Linked DNA regions of Bos taurus: region 1 is linked to region 2. Evidence: chromatin contacts called from public Hi-C data. All regions are on one chromosome and are shown on one strand. Each heading gives the region's core, a stretch centred on a gene start, on an enhancer-like site or on the middle of the called end of the contact. The rest is flanking DNA. Distances are from core to core; before and after follow the strand shown.

Evidence for each region. A called contact is a pair of places that touch in the nucleus more often than the background predicts.
Region 1: a contact with region 2 is called in a Hi-C map of an unstated tissue, with 3 times the contacts expected there. The contact joins two enhancer-like sites. A contact is called at or near these places in 4 of 11 Hi-C or Micro-C datasets (liver, skeletal muscle, skin fibroblasts and 1 more).

The regions. Positions count from the first base shown.
Region 1 is chr24:61,691,321-61,697,509 of ARS-UCD2.0, forward strand. No RefSeq gene overlaps it. Among named protein-coding and RNA genes, the nearest start is that of VPS4B, 8.1 kb to the left of the region's middle. Within about 2 kb of position 1,606, at least 22 of the 102 cell types and tissues checked have an H3K27ac peak or open chromatin away from gene starts, as enhancers often do.
Region 2 is chr24:61,297,080-61,303,852 of ARS-UCD2.0, forward strand. No RefSeq gene overlaps it. Among named protein-coding and RNA genes, the nearest start is that of PHLPP1, 240 kb to the left of the region's middle. Within about 2 kb of position 2,757, at least 18 of the 102 cell types and tissues checked have an H3K27ac peak or open chromatin away from gene starts, as enhancers often do.

The sequences.
Region 1 (6,189 bases), core at 356-2,855, 390 kb after region 2:
ACGACAGAGGATGAGATGGTTGGATGGCATCACCTACTCAAGGACATGAGTTTGAGTAAGCTCTGGGAGTTGGTGGTGGACAGGGAGGCCTGGCGTGCTGCAGTCCATGGGGTTGCAAAGAGTCGGACACGACTGAGAGACTGAACTGAACTGAACTGAGTACTTGAGAGAAGTATGGTATATGCTGTGCTGCTGTGCTAAGTCGCTTTAGTTGTGTCCAGCTCTTTACGACCCCATGGGCTGTAGCCCGCCAGACTTCTTTGTCCATGGAATCTCCAGGCAAGAATACTGGAGTGGATTGCCATGCCCTTCTCCATGGGGATCTTCCCGACACAAGGATTGGACCCTGGGTCTCCTGCATGGAGGCAGAGTCTTTACCATTTGAGCCACAAGAGAAGCCTGCTTATCTCTACAATTCATTGCAAAACAAACTGTAAATGATATTTTTTTCCCCTGACTTTTTCATGAAAGTAAAACTCCTCTTCAGATTGCTTTCAGTTAGCAAAAACAGGTACCGATGCAGATCTTTTATGAAAGCAAAGTGGTGCAGAGCAACTTTTCAAAAAGCAAGGGAGACCTGTATTGGTTTTATGAAAATGTATTTGTAGGAGGGACCAGGGAGAGAGAGGAGCCAGGAAGGTCAAGCAAGAGGCTACTTCAACAGCCTGACGTTTCAGGAAGGAGGATCTCCTGAGCCAAATGGCGATTCCGCATTCCTGAAGCACAGCTCTAATTTGGACTTTGATTAGTACACCCTCCATCCCTCGATTGCGTTCACCCATTCAGCCTGTTGAAATCGTACCTATTCAAAGGACCTGTTTCAGTGTCTCTTGCTCAGGACACCTTCAAAAACTCTTTAAACTTTCATAACTTTGGGACCTTAAATTGTCCTCAGGTAATGAAGCTAAGTGCCGAATACAGTGTCTGGAACATAATAGATACTCAAAAATTGTTGTCCACGAGACGACTTCACAGTGTTCCTCCTTTCTAGACTGTAAGGTCAGTATGGGCTAAGATGTCACCTTATTCATTTTATAACCTCCTCCTCTGACAAAGAGTCGGACACGACTGAGCGACTGAACTGAGCCGGCCCTGTGCCCTTGTTCCCCACGCACACACACGGTTTTGCTCACATGCTGTGCATGCACGCTAAGTCACTTTAGTCGTGTCCGACTCTTTTCGACCCTATGGGCTGTAGCCCGCCAGGCTCCTCTGTCCATGGGATTCTCCAGGCAAGGATACTGGAGTGGGTTGCCATGCCCTCCTCCAGGGGATCTTCCTCGCCCAGGGATGGAACGCCTGTCTTTACGTCTCCTTCACTGGCTGGCGGGTTCTTTATCACTAGCGCCCCTTGGGAAGCCCATAGCCAGGGTTTGTTAAATGAAGTGAAGTCTCCTTGTGAATGATCTTTAGCGATTTGGGAGGTTGGTTGGTTGGCAGATGGCATCTGTGGACTCACCCTTCTGCAGGGTCTCACCATCAATCCGTCCAGGAACAATCTGTCTCCCTCAGGCTCCCTAAAGGAAGTGCACAGTCTGAAGCCCTTACAGCATGAGCAGGGCAGCTCTTCACGTCCACCCGGGATCAGGTTTCTGCTTGCTGAGTCACCCGCTCCCTCCCTGACCCGGACACAGCAATAAGGCAGACAAAGCATCGCCAGCTGACCACGTGAAGGGAGTGACTCATCGGGGTTCTCAGGCTGGAAACCTGCTCTCCGCTTCAGGCAGCATACCTTTCTGAACATGCTGGTCACCTGGAGGCCCAACCCCTGCCCGCTTACTGTTGTTCATTTTATTCATATGAAGCTACAGAGGGTTCTGGACTGTTAGTGGGTTTAGGAACCAGCCCATCAACGTCAGTCAGCCCTCTGAGGATGGGCGTATGGCCGGAAGTGTCCATTCTTCACTGTGGCTGGTCTGCGGTGAAGTGGCTGGTCTACGGTGAACGTGCTCTAAGGCATCTGCTCAGGAGGAAAGGTGAGGGGCCCGCCTTCAACAGTTTTGCAAGCTAGGTGATCATTCTCCAGACGGTGGGCACTTAGATGGGCTTCCCAGGTGGCGTTTGTGGTAAAGAACCCAGCTGCTAATGTAGGAGATGTAAGAGATGTGGGTTCAATCCTTGGTCAGGAAGATCCCTTGGAGGAGAAGATGGCAACCCACTCCAGTGTTCTTGCCTGGAGACTCTCAAGGACAGAGCAGCCTGGTGGGCTGCAGTCCATGGGATTGAAAAGAGTCAGACACAACTGAGCAGCTAAGCACGCATGCACGCTACTTTTAAGCTCCCTGAAGTTGTTGGCCAAATTCATAGTAGCTTAGTTTATCAAAGCCAAGAAAACACACACACACACTCACACACACACAGGATCTTGGCTGCTTCAAGTCTCTGGCTTCAGGGAAGACTCAGACTCTCTCTTAAAGGGTTTTCCTGATTAGGTCAGACCCATCCAGGATAACCTTGATTAACTCCAGGCCAAATTATTAGGGACCTTCATCACATCCACAAAATCCCTTCACCTTTACCATATTCTGTTGGTTCTCTATTTATGTTTTGCAGGGCTCTGATCAGTATCACATTAATTAAGATAATTAGAAAAATGGAGTAACTGGCAGAGAAAGAGGAAAGCGGTAATTTATTACTATATATGGGATCTAAAAACAGACCCAACAGGTGAGTATAGCAAAACAGGAGCAGAATAACAGATACAGAGAACAAATCAGCGGTTCCCAAAGTATAAATTGCTATACGTAAAATAAACTACAAAGATATACTGCACAGCACAGGGGGTATGGCCAATATTTTATAATGACTTTAAATGGAGTATAATCTACAAAAACTTCGAATCACTATGTTGTACGTCTGAAACTAGTACAATATTGTAAATCAACTATGCCTCACCAAAAAGGAAAAAAACGTGGAATGAATAACGACAGATGCTTAGAAAGAAAGACTTCATGAACCATCACTGCCTTGGAAATTGTGTGGAGTGGAAGCATCTGGTTTAGAAAGAGGAACAGCTTCTCTGTATCTTAGAAATATGCAGATCGATACATATTCTAGCAGCAAAATTGGTTTACACATAGAAGCCTTTGCTGTCCACTGAGAGCTCCTTCTCCAGAATGACATCCCAGTCGTCTTTCGAGCAGGTAAAATCTCTCACGTTTGCTATTGCCAAACAAACGCACAGATCCGGGGTGAGATTTGTTGGGGTGGAATCATTTTTAGTTCAAAAATAAACTTCCATTTATTTCTCATGGACTAGTTTTAGGAGAAGAATTTAGCTACTATCTTGACTAACACCCAGCACAGGACGGCACCAACTTCCAGATAGCAAGAATGCTGTCATCCAGTAATGACTGTATAGAATAGCAAAGGAATTTTGGATTTTGTTATCTACACCAATATTTTCCCAAGAATTATAGTCTAATTTAGTTGTTCATTGTCCGACATGATTGCTAAATTAAATCAACTCTACCACAAGATTAAGCAGAAAGAAAATGAGCACGTTCTTAGAGTAGCAATTATGTGTTTTACAGGCGAGGGTTCCAATATGATATCCGTTTAGTGGTGTTTTTTTTCCTTCTGCTGCTGAAAATAGTGTCATTCTCTCTTCACTCTTTTAGAAGTTCATTATTTGCCAGGAGCCAGTGTGAGGAGCTCCGCCCGTGGCAAAGGTCATGAGGAAGGAGGCTCGGCACACGCAAAGGCGGGATCAAGCCTCAGGAGTCCCCCTGGAAATTCTCGAGCTTCTACCCCCAAACCAGAGTCTGCCTACTTTCTGCTTTGTGCTCTCACCTACACCTCTGACTTTACGGGGGGCTGTCCCCTACCACCTCTCTCTGAAAAAGAGTTAAATTACAGCTCCAGTTAATAAAGTTCCTGGACGTGACAAGGGTGTTTTATTTCACAACCGTGAGAGGCATGAGATGCTCTAAACTGTCTGAATACAGATTCCTCTGAGCTGTTAGAAGATTGGTTAGAAACTGTATTGGTGAAGGGTTTTTCACTTGTTGGGCCAATGTTTGCTGCTAAGTTTCCACATCCCCTGCCCTTATACACATTAATGAATATATAGAAGAAATAAGTATTAACCTTTGATATTAATCACGTTAGACCTTAGGCTAAGCAAATTCTTTCCTTAATTAAAACCCACTACATCCCCACCCTATAGGAATGTAACTTTATCTGGTACCTTTGGAAGGTGGCGTCTGTTTTAAGAATAATCACCCCTGGAGAAATAAGTGTTCTGGTTGACTGACCGCTGTCACAAGAAGAGGGTCATAAATTGTCAGCAGGCCCCCTGGCCAGAAGATGATGTAACACCCCTAAGACCTCTGTATACATTTGTATGAAGCACCTGACTTTAATAAAAGTCAGGACTGCCGACCCCGCGTGACTTTTGTATAACATCTCAGTGTATAAAAACAGACCCTGGAAAAATAAAAAATGGGATAAGTTCCTCGAAAGACTGGTCTCCCCATGTCGTTCTTTCTCTCATCTTCTGGCTGAATCCCCATCTGGAACGTGGAGGCTCGTCAAGCCTACTAATTATGCCTGGGCTTCTAAGATCTGACCAGGGAGGCCTTAGTGTCTCCTCTCCTTCCAGAGAACGGGAGGACGCCTGAAGCCTACATAGGTGACGTAAATTCCTTGCCCTGGAATTTTATTAGCTTTCCACGTAAACCAAGTTATTCAGCCTCTTTTCTCCACTGAATTTTCCTACTGAGCTATCCTCATTCTACTACTCTTTATATCTCTAATTAATATTTAATTAAAGCTATCGTATCCTGATCACCGAAGCCGTCTCCCCTTCGAATTTCCCTGGATCCACCGTGGCTGGACCCCGGCAATTATTATCAATTTTAGCAAATCTGTTGAGAACTTAAGCTTTGTTTCCATTTTCCTTTTCAAAGTGCATATACTTGCACCTGCATACGTTTTTGAAGAGATATCATTATGTCAGAAAATAAGAATCGGCTGTGGTTTTGTGTATGTGTCATGACTTAATTACCAGCTGAACGACACGGGGCACTGTGGTGAATGTCTGAACGCTGAGTGAGGGTGATATTCTGGGTGGAGAGGGATCTTGAGGCAGGACTGGGGAGCCCTGAAGAAACTGTGGAAAATTCTGAAAGAGATGGGAATACCAGACCACCTGATCTGCCTCTTGAGAAATTCGTATGCAGGTCAGGAAGCAACAGTTAGAACTGGACATGGAACAAGACTGGTTCCAAATAGGAAAAGGAGTACGTGAAGGCTGTATATTGTCACCCTGTTTATTTAACTTATATGCAGAGTACATCATGAGAAATGCTGGACTGGAAGAAGCACAAGCTGGAATCAAGATTGCCGGGAGAAATATCAATAACCTCAGACATGCAGATGACACCACCCTTATGGCAGAAAGTGAAGAGGAACTCAAAAGCCTCTTGATGAAAGTGAAAGTGGAGAGTGAAAAAGTTGGCTTAAAGCTCAACATTCAGAAAACTAAGATCATGGCATCCCGTCCCATCACTTCATGGGAAATAGATGGGGAAACAGTGGAAACAGTGTCAGACTTTATTTTTGGGGGCTCCAAAATCACTGCAAATGGTGACTGCAGCCATGAAAGTAAAAGACGCTAACTCCTTGGAAGGAAAGTTATGACCAACCTAGATAGCATATTCAAAAGCAGAGACATTACTTTGCCAACAAAGGTTCATCTAGTCAAGGCTATGGTTTTTCCTGTGGTCATGTACGGATGTGAGAATTGGACTGTGAAGAAAGCTGAGCACCGAAGAATTGATGCTTTTGAACTGTGGTGTTGGAGAAGACTCTTGAGAGTCCCTTGGACTGCAAGGAGATCCAACCAGTCCATTCTGAAGGAGATCAGCCCTGGGATTTCTTTGGAAGGAATGATGCTAAAGCTGAAACTCCAGTACTTTGGCCACCTCATGAGAAGAGTTGACTCACTGGAAAAGACTCTGATGCTGGGAGGGATTGGGGGCAGGAGGAGAAGGGGACAACAGAGGATGAGATGGCTGGATGGCATCACTGACTCGATGGACGTGAGTCTGGGTGAACTCTGGGAGTTGGTGATGGACAGGGAGGCCTGGTGTGCTGCGATTCATGGGGTCGCAAAGAGTTGGACACGACTGAGCGACTGAACTGAAGTGAGTAAAGGTCAACTTGACCTGGACCACCATAAGATTG
Region 2 (6,773 bases), core at 1,507-4,006:
TCAGTTTCCTTTCTTTGCAAGGCTGAAGGATATCGTATGCGTAGACCACATTTTTGTGTATCCATTTATCCATTGATGGGCAACAGTTTGCTTCCGTCTTTTGGCTATTGTGAATAATGCTCCTATGAACATGAACAAACAAATGTCTACTTGAATAGATCAAAACAATTCTGGAAACTTCCAAAAAACAAAACTGGAGTTTTCCATGTACCTCCAAGTATTTACATAGCATTAAGTGTGAGAAGTAATCTAGAGATGATTTAAAATATACAGGAGGATGTGCGTAGGTTATATACAAATACTGTGCTATTTTCTATAAGGGACTTGAACATCCACAGATTTGGGTAGTCAGTGGGAGTGGGGGCCCCCTGAAACCAATCCCCGTGAGATACCAAGTATTTCTGATCATACCGTAGTGACCCTGCCCAAGCGCATGGTCCCCTCTTCTTCAGGAGAGACGTTGGGCCCCTCAACACCCATCTCTTCTCAAACTGTCTCCTGGTTCTTGCTCCAGGCTCTGTGTCCAACTCACAGATGACCCTGAGTTTTGGGACCCCAGAAGAACTCACTCATCCTTGGTCACCTGCAGGTCCCAGCATCATACGCCTGGGCCCACAGGTGTCCTGGAGCTGAATGTGGAGGAAAGAGCGAGCCTGTGTTCAGGTCTGTGGTCCCCAGCCAGCTTGGCTTTGGTCAGTGAATTGGCTTGTGGCTTATTCCTTGGGCATGCAGTCAGAAGCCTGGTGGGGTAACGCGTTGATATACGAGCTTTGTTCTTCATCTTCTATCTTCCCCTGCCTCCATTTCATGCACCAGAGAGGCTCTGAGAGACGGGGGAAATTCGAAGATCAGTCTGCTTAGTGCCAGTAGCTCTGTTTCTTTGGAATTGCTTGAGGAGTTGCCTTTAGGGGCTTCAAGAGGGAAGAGGAAAGAAGTTGGTAGGCTCAAGACTATCAAGAGCCAGGTCTCTGGTGAAGTGGCAATGCTCTAAAAGGTTCCCATGTGGGATGCCACATCGCCTGGGCCCTGGACACCGGAGTTGCCAACAGTGACAGAGATGGGAGCCCTCAAGCAAAGCGCGAGTGGCTGGCCACTGGTTTGGAGACAGAGTAAGCTTGGGCACTCAGCAGCAACCAGGAAAGACGAAGGAACACAGGTGTCTCCCAGGTGCTCTGGGTTGGCCCCAAACATTAGAAGCTCAGTCTTGGGCTAGAGGATATGGGTGTGTGTGTGTGCGCACGAGTAGCTAATTAATGGTGGTCAAGGTTGCGTTTCCTGTTAACTTGGTGGATGGCGATTTTTAAGGGTTGGATTGTGTCCTCTGAAAAGATATTTTGAAGTCTAACCTGTAGTACTTCAGAATGTGACCTTATTTGGAAATAAGGTCTTTATAAAGGTGAGCAAGTTACAATGAGGTCACTAGGGTGGGCCCTAATCCGTGATGCCTGGTGTCCTTACAGGAGAGGAAATTTGGACGAAGAGACACAGGGAACACCATGAGCTCCAGAGCAGTGAGAGGACATCCTTTTTCAGGGGTGTATAGTTGATTTTTCAGGGGTGTATAGTTGATTTTTTCAGGGGTGTGTAGTTGATTTTTTCAGGGGTGTGTAGTTGATTTTTCAGGGGTGTGTAGTTGATTTTTCAGGGGTGTGTAGTTGATTTTTTCAGGGATGTGTAGTTGATTTTTTCAGGGGTGTGTAGTTGATTTTTTCAGGGGTGTGTAGTTGATTTTTTCAGGGGTGTGTAGTTGATTTTTCAGGGGTGTGTAGTTGATTTTTTCAGGGGTGTGTAGTTGATTTTTTCAGGGGTGTGTAGTTGATTTTTTCAGGGGTGTGTAGTTGATTTTTTCAGGGGTGTGTAGTTGATTTTTTCAGGGGTGTATAGTTGATTTTTTCAGGGGTGTATAGTTGATTTTTCAGGGGTGTGTAGTTGATTTTTTCAGGGGTGTGTAGTTGATTTTTTCAGGGGTGTATAGTTGATTTTTTCAGGGGTGTATAGTTGATTTTTTTCAGGGGTGTATAGTTGATTTTTCAGGGGTGTATAGTTGATTTTATCAGGGGTGTATAGTTGATTTTTTCAGGGGTGTGTAGTTGATTTTTTCAGGGCTGTGTAGTTGATTTTTCAGGGGTGTGTAGTTGATTTTTTCAGGGGTGTGTAGTTGATTTTTTCAGGGGTGTGTAGTTGATTTTTTCAGGGGTGTGTAGTTGATTTTTTCAGGGGTGTGTAGCTGATTTTTTCAGGGGTGTGTAGTTGATTTTTTCAGGGGTGTGTAGTTGATTTTTTCAGGGGTGTGTAGTTGATTTTTTCAGGGGTGTGTAGTTGACTTTTTCAGGGGTGTGTAGTTGATTCAGTGTTGTGTTAATACATTTTTATTGTTCAAACCACACAGTGGTTCACAGTATCGTAGCAACCCTAGGAAACCAATACAGAGATTCAGAATTGGATTAAGGAGACTAGAGAAAGGCAGTATTTCTTACGCAAGTGGATTTATGAACCGAGGTTCCCACCAGCTGGCAACTGGAGAGCTAATTTCCTGAACATCGTGTGGTTTTCTGGAAAAAGTTTCTAAGACTGTCTAGTATCCTTCAGCTGTCCATTCAAGGTTACACTATCTTCTCTCTGGAAAGCGCTTTCCCCTCCTTCAACTCTCCCAAGCGTGTGGTCAGGCGGATTCCACGCCACTGCTGAGCAGAGAGGGTCGGGGCCAAGAGTGCGCTTTGGGTTCTTGGCCCCTGGGCCAGCCTGTCTCTCTGCTGTCAGGACGTGCCCTGCCCTGTGGTCAGCATCCTTCAGACGGAAGCTCCCTTTATGGTCACACTGTGATCCCATCCCCCGGCAGAAAGCAGGGATGAACAGAAAGTTCCCACGATTATATGGAAAAGAGAAGCCAAAGTGAGGAGGACTGGATGAGGGCGGGCTGAGCTGGCCCCTGGAGATGTGAGGGTGACTCAAGCTCAGCAGGAGCCGGTCAGACGCCCTGTTTGATGAGAAGCTAGTGCAGATGTGATGCCATGGATAATGACGTGTTTGCGAGGTCTGTACCTCCCCAGAAGTACCTGGCTGGTGTGGTTTGGACCATATCATGAACGCTGCGCTCAGGGCCAGCATCCGGTTCCCCCAGATGTCCCCTGCACTGATGAGCTGTCAGAGCACAGGCGTCCAGGCAAACGAGAGGGCCCCGTCCTGGTTTGGATGGGAGACTGGGGTGGCTGAGGGGTGCCCGCATCCTGCGAGGGCGGGCTTGGCTCTGATGTGGGAAGGGCTGGGTCGCACAGGGCCGCTGGGAAAGAGGTGGTCATGCTAGGGTCATGCTAGGTCGGACTGGGTGGAGCTGTTGAGCAGGGGCTTCCCAGATGGCAAACAGCTGCCCCGGAAAATGTTTACACCAAGGATGGGAAGCCGAGGACGCAGCCTGCAAGGGGAGGGGAGGGGATCACTTCCTGAATTCTAGCACGATGCCTCTGACTGCAGACAGTTTCCAGTAAAGCCCCCCTTCATTCATTTCACTTGTAGGAAACTTCGAGGTTGCAGCAAGATTAAGAAAAGTTTTTTTCATGAGCAATGATGAAAACAGTAAGAATAGACCAAGAACAACGTGGAGGGTCTTAGAATTTGTCATGAGGCCACTAGGGGGCAGAGGAAGACAGCTCTTTGGAGCCGGTGAAACCACTGCGGCCCCAGTCCTTTCCCACCGCAGAGCGCGTGAGTTAAAAAAAAGAACAAGCGTTGCACAAGGATGGCTTTACCACTATCAAGAGCTTCTGGTATTCGGAGGTAGTTTGTATTTCACAGATAGAGTGTTGAGTATTAGATGGAACCCTGCCTGTAACTGGAACTCAGTGAGTCAAAATTCACTCAGACCTGCTGTTTAGCACGTGTTTCTGGCTTACGTGTGCCCGTGTATAGGGTCACTGTCTTCAGAGAACCCTCACTGAGCTGCTCTTTTGGCTGCTGCTATTTGATTTAGAAGGGAATCAACCTCAGGTCCAGTCTTGATCTCAGAAAAGTTTGAAATTGTTACTTGTTGTTCAGCCGCTCAGTCGTGTATGACTCTGCACCCCATGGACTGCAGCACGCCAGGATTCGCTGTTCTCCATTGTCTCCTGGAGTTTTCCCAGGCTCATGTCCATCGAGTCAGTGATGCCATCCAACCATCTCATCCTCTGTCCCCTTCTCCTCCTGCCTTCAGTCTTTCCCAGCACCAGGGTCTTTTCCAGTGAGTCAGCTCTTCGCATCAGGTGGCCAAAGTATAGGAGCTTCAGCTTCAGCATCAGTCCTTCCAGTGAATATTCAGGGTTGATTTCCTTTAGGATTGATTGGTTTGATCTCCTTGCAGTCCAAGGGACTCTCAAGAGTTTGTTACTTCTCAGAGCCTGTTTTACTGCATGATGGACTTTTCCACTGAAACCATTCCTGCCTCACAAAGCACGAGGGAAGCAGACAGTAGTGCATGGTGGCCCCGTCACCAGCACAGTGGGGTGCAGCGGCGTACCTCTGTGGGCGCCTTATACCTGGTGAGCGCCTTGTAGTTGGTTCTCTCATGCCAGGAATATGGGCCTTCCCTGGGGGTTCAGATGGTAAAGAACCAATCTGCAATGCAAGAGACCCAGGTTCAATCCCTGCATGGGGAATATCCCCAGAGAAGGGAATGGCAACCCACTCCAGTATTCTTTCCTGGAGAATCCATGGATAGAGAGGCCTGGTGGACTGCAGTCCATGGGTTGACAAAGAGTTGGACACGACTGAGCAACTAACACTTTCAAGCATTTGATGCAGTGATCTTGTGGGTTGAATTAAAGTACTTTTTGACCCTGAAGGCTTATCTCCCCCCAGTTCTGTAAAGTGAGGATGAAAGATAACATCCCATTCAAAAAATCTGAGGCTCTGAGGACTTCTTTCTCCAAGTTGCTTCAGTCAGCAGATGTTTATGAGCTCTGTGTCAGATTTGATGAATGTTGAGGGGCTCAGAGATTAATTGAGGAAACAGACACATGACCTGAAAACAGAGTGTGGTCTGAGGTGCCATAGGAATGTGTCTGGGGGGCTATGCAAGCAGAAGAGGAGGTTCCAAGGCTCAACTGAGGAAAACGGACCCGAGAGGCTGTATCGATGTGGTCACTTTTAGCTCCTCCGGCTCCCCCCAAGCAGCTGGCAACAGCAAAACCAAAACCACTTTGCAGGGACGCTGCTGTGTTCCACATCACACAGGATTCTCGCAGAGAACAAAACGTGATCCTCCCTGTGGAAGACAAGCTTACAGTAAAGATGATTAATTATAAAATGCTAGAGGACACAGTCATCAAGAGTTAAGTGTCCACAGCAAACATTGTAGCTTTTAGGTAATAGAATATTCAGAAAGCATGGAGTAATGCATTTAAAATATAAACCACAGATGAGCAAGTAATAAATGGAGATAGATATGACCAGATAGATTCGAAGAAGAGCCAAACAGAACTTGTAGAAATGAAAAATAGGATTATTTAAATAAAACACTCAGTGGATAGGGTTAAGCAGCAGCTTAGACACAGCTAAAGGAAAAGTTTTTAATTGGAAGATGGAGCCAAGGGGAGATTGAAAATATTAAAGAGAGCTTAAGAGGCATGAAGGATAGAATAACATGAACTGTCATATCCTTGATAGGAATTTTAAGCTGGAAGAGAAACAATGAGACAGTGGCAATCCTCAAAGAGATACTGGCTGAGTTCTTTTTTGTTTGTTTGTTTTTTAAAGAATTAACAGAAGACATGATCCTTCATACTCAAGTGGTAGGGAGTCCTGAGTAATACAAGTAAAAATATAGGCACACCTACAGATGAAAATAAAATTGCAGAACACCAGAGAGGGAAAAGAGATTAAATCTCTCTTGATAAAGAAACCAGAGATTAAAAAACAAACGGGCTTGCCTGCAAAGCAACACAGCCCCCTGAAAACAGCCTTCTCAGCAGGGAGTCAGAAGTGAAGGCACGTGCCGACAGAAAGTGAGTACCAGGGCAGGCTCCAAAAGCCAGCCAAAGGGTTATTCAAGAGCAAGGATACCATAAAGACAGCTTCAATTAAGTAAGACTGGAAAGTTTATAAAAATAGTTTCATTTATTTATTTTTATCTGTGCTGGGTCTTCATCGCTGTGCAGGCTTCTCACCGCGGTGGCTTCTCTTGTTTGGAAGCACAGGTTCCAGGGCGTGCGGACTTCAGTAGCTGTGGCTCCCGGCTCTAGGGCACAGGCTCAGTAGCCGTGGCTCCCGGCTCTAGGACACAGGCTCAGTAGCTGTGGTGAATGGGCTTAGCTGCTCCTCGGCATGTGGGATCCTCCCTGATCAGGGATCAAACCCGTGTCTCCTGCACTGGCAGGAGGACTCTTTCCCACTAAGCCACCAGAGAAGCCGAAAGTGGAAAGTTTACCCCTAGCAGATCCTCTGTAAAAAATACACTATTAAATATACTTCAGAGAAAAAGCGTAAGTTGGATCTAAAGGAAACGAGCAGGATACAGAGAAGCCTTCTGCTTCCCCTGCTGCTCTTGTGCTCCATTTCTCATGACCCCTCCACCTGCGACCTCACAGGGAGGAGGGGCAGGTGAGGAGGGCGCTCACGGATGAGGGCAGGAGCACGTGGGGGCCCTCCTGTGGCACCACTGTGCCAGCGCCACGCAGCCTCTGTCTACTTACATCTCTGGCTGGGGTTCTCTGTCAACTCACCCTTCCTGGGACGGAGGCTGGAGGACCCCGAAGTGCATCACGGGGCCTCCAAGCCCTGTGCTACAGCTCAGGCTCCAG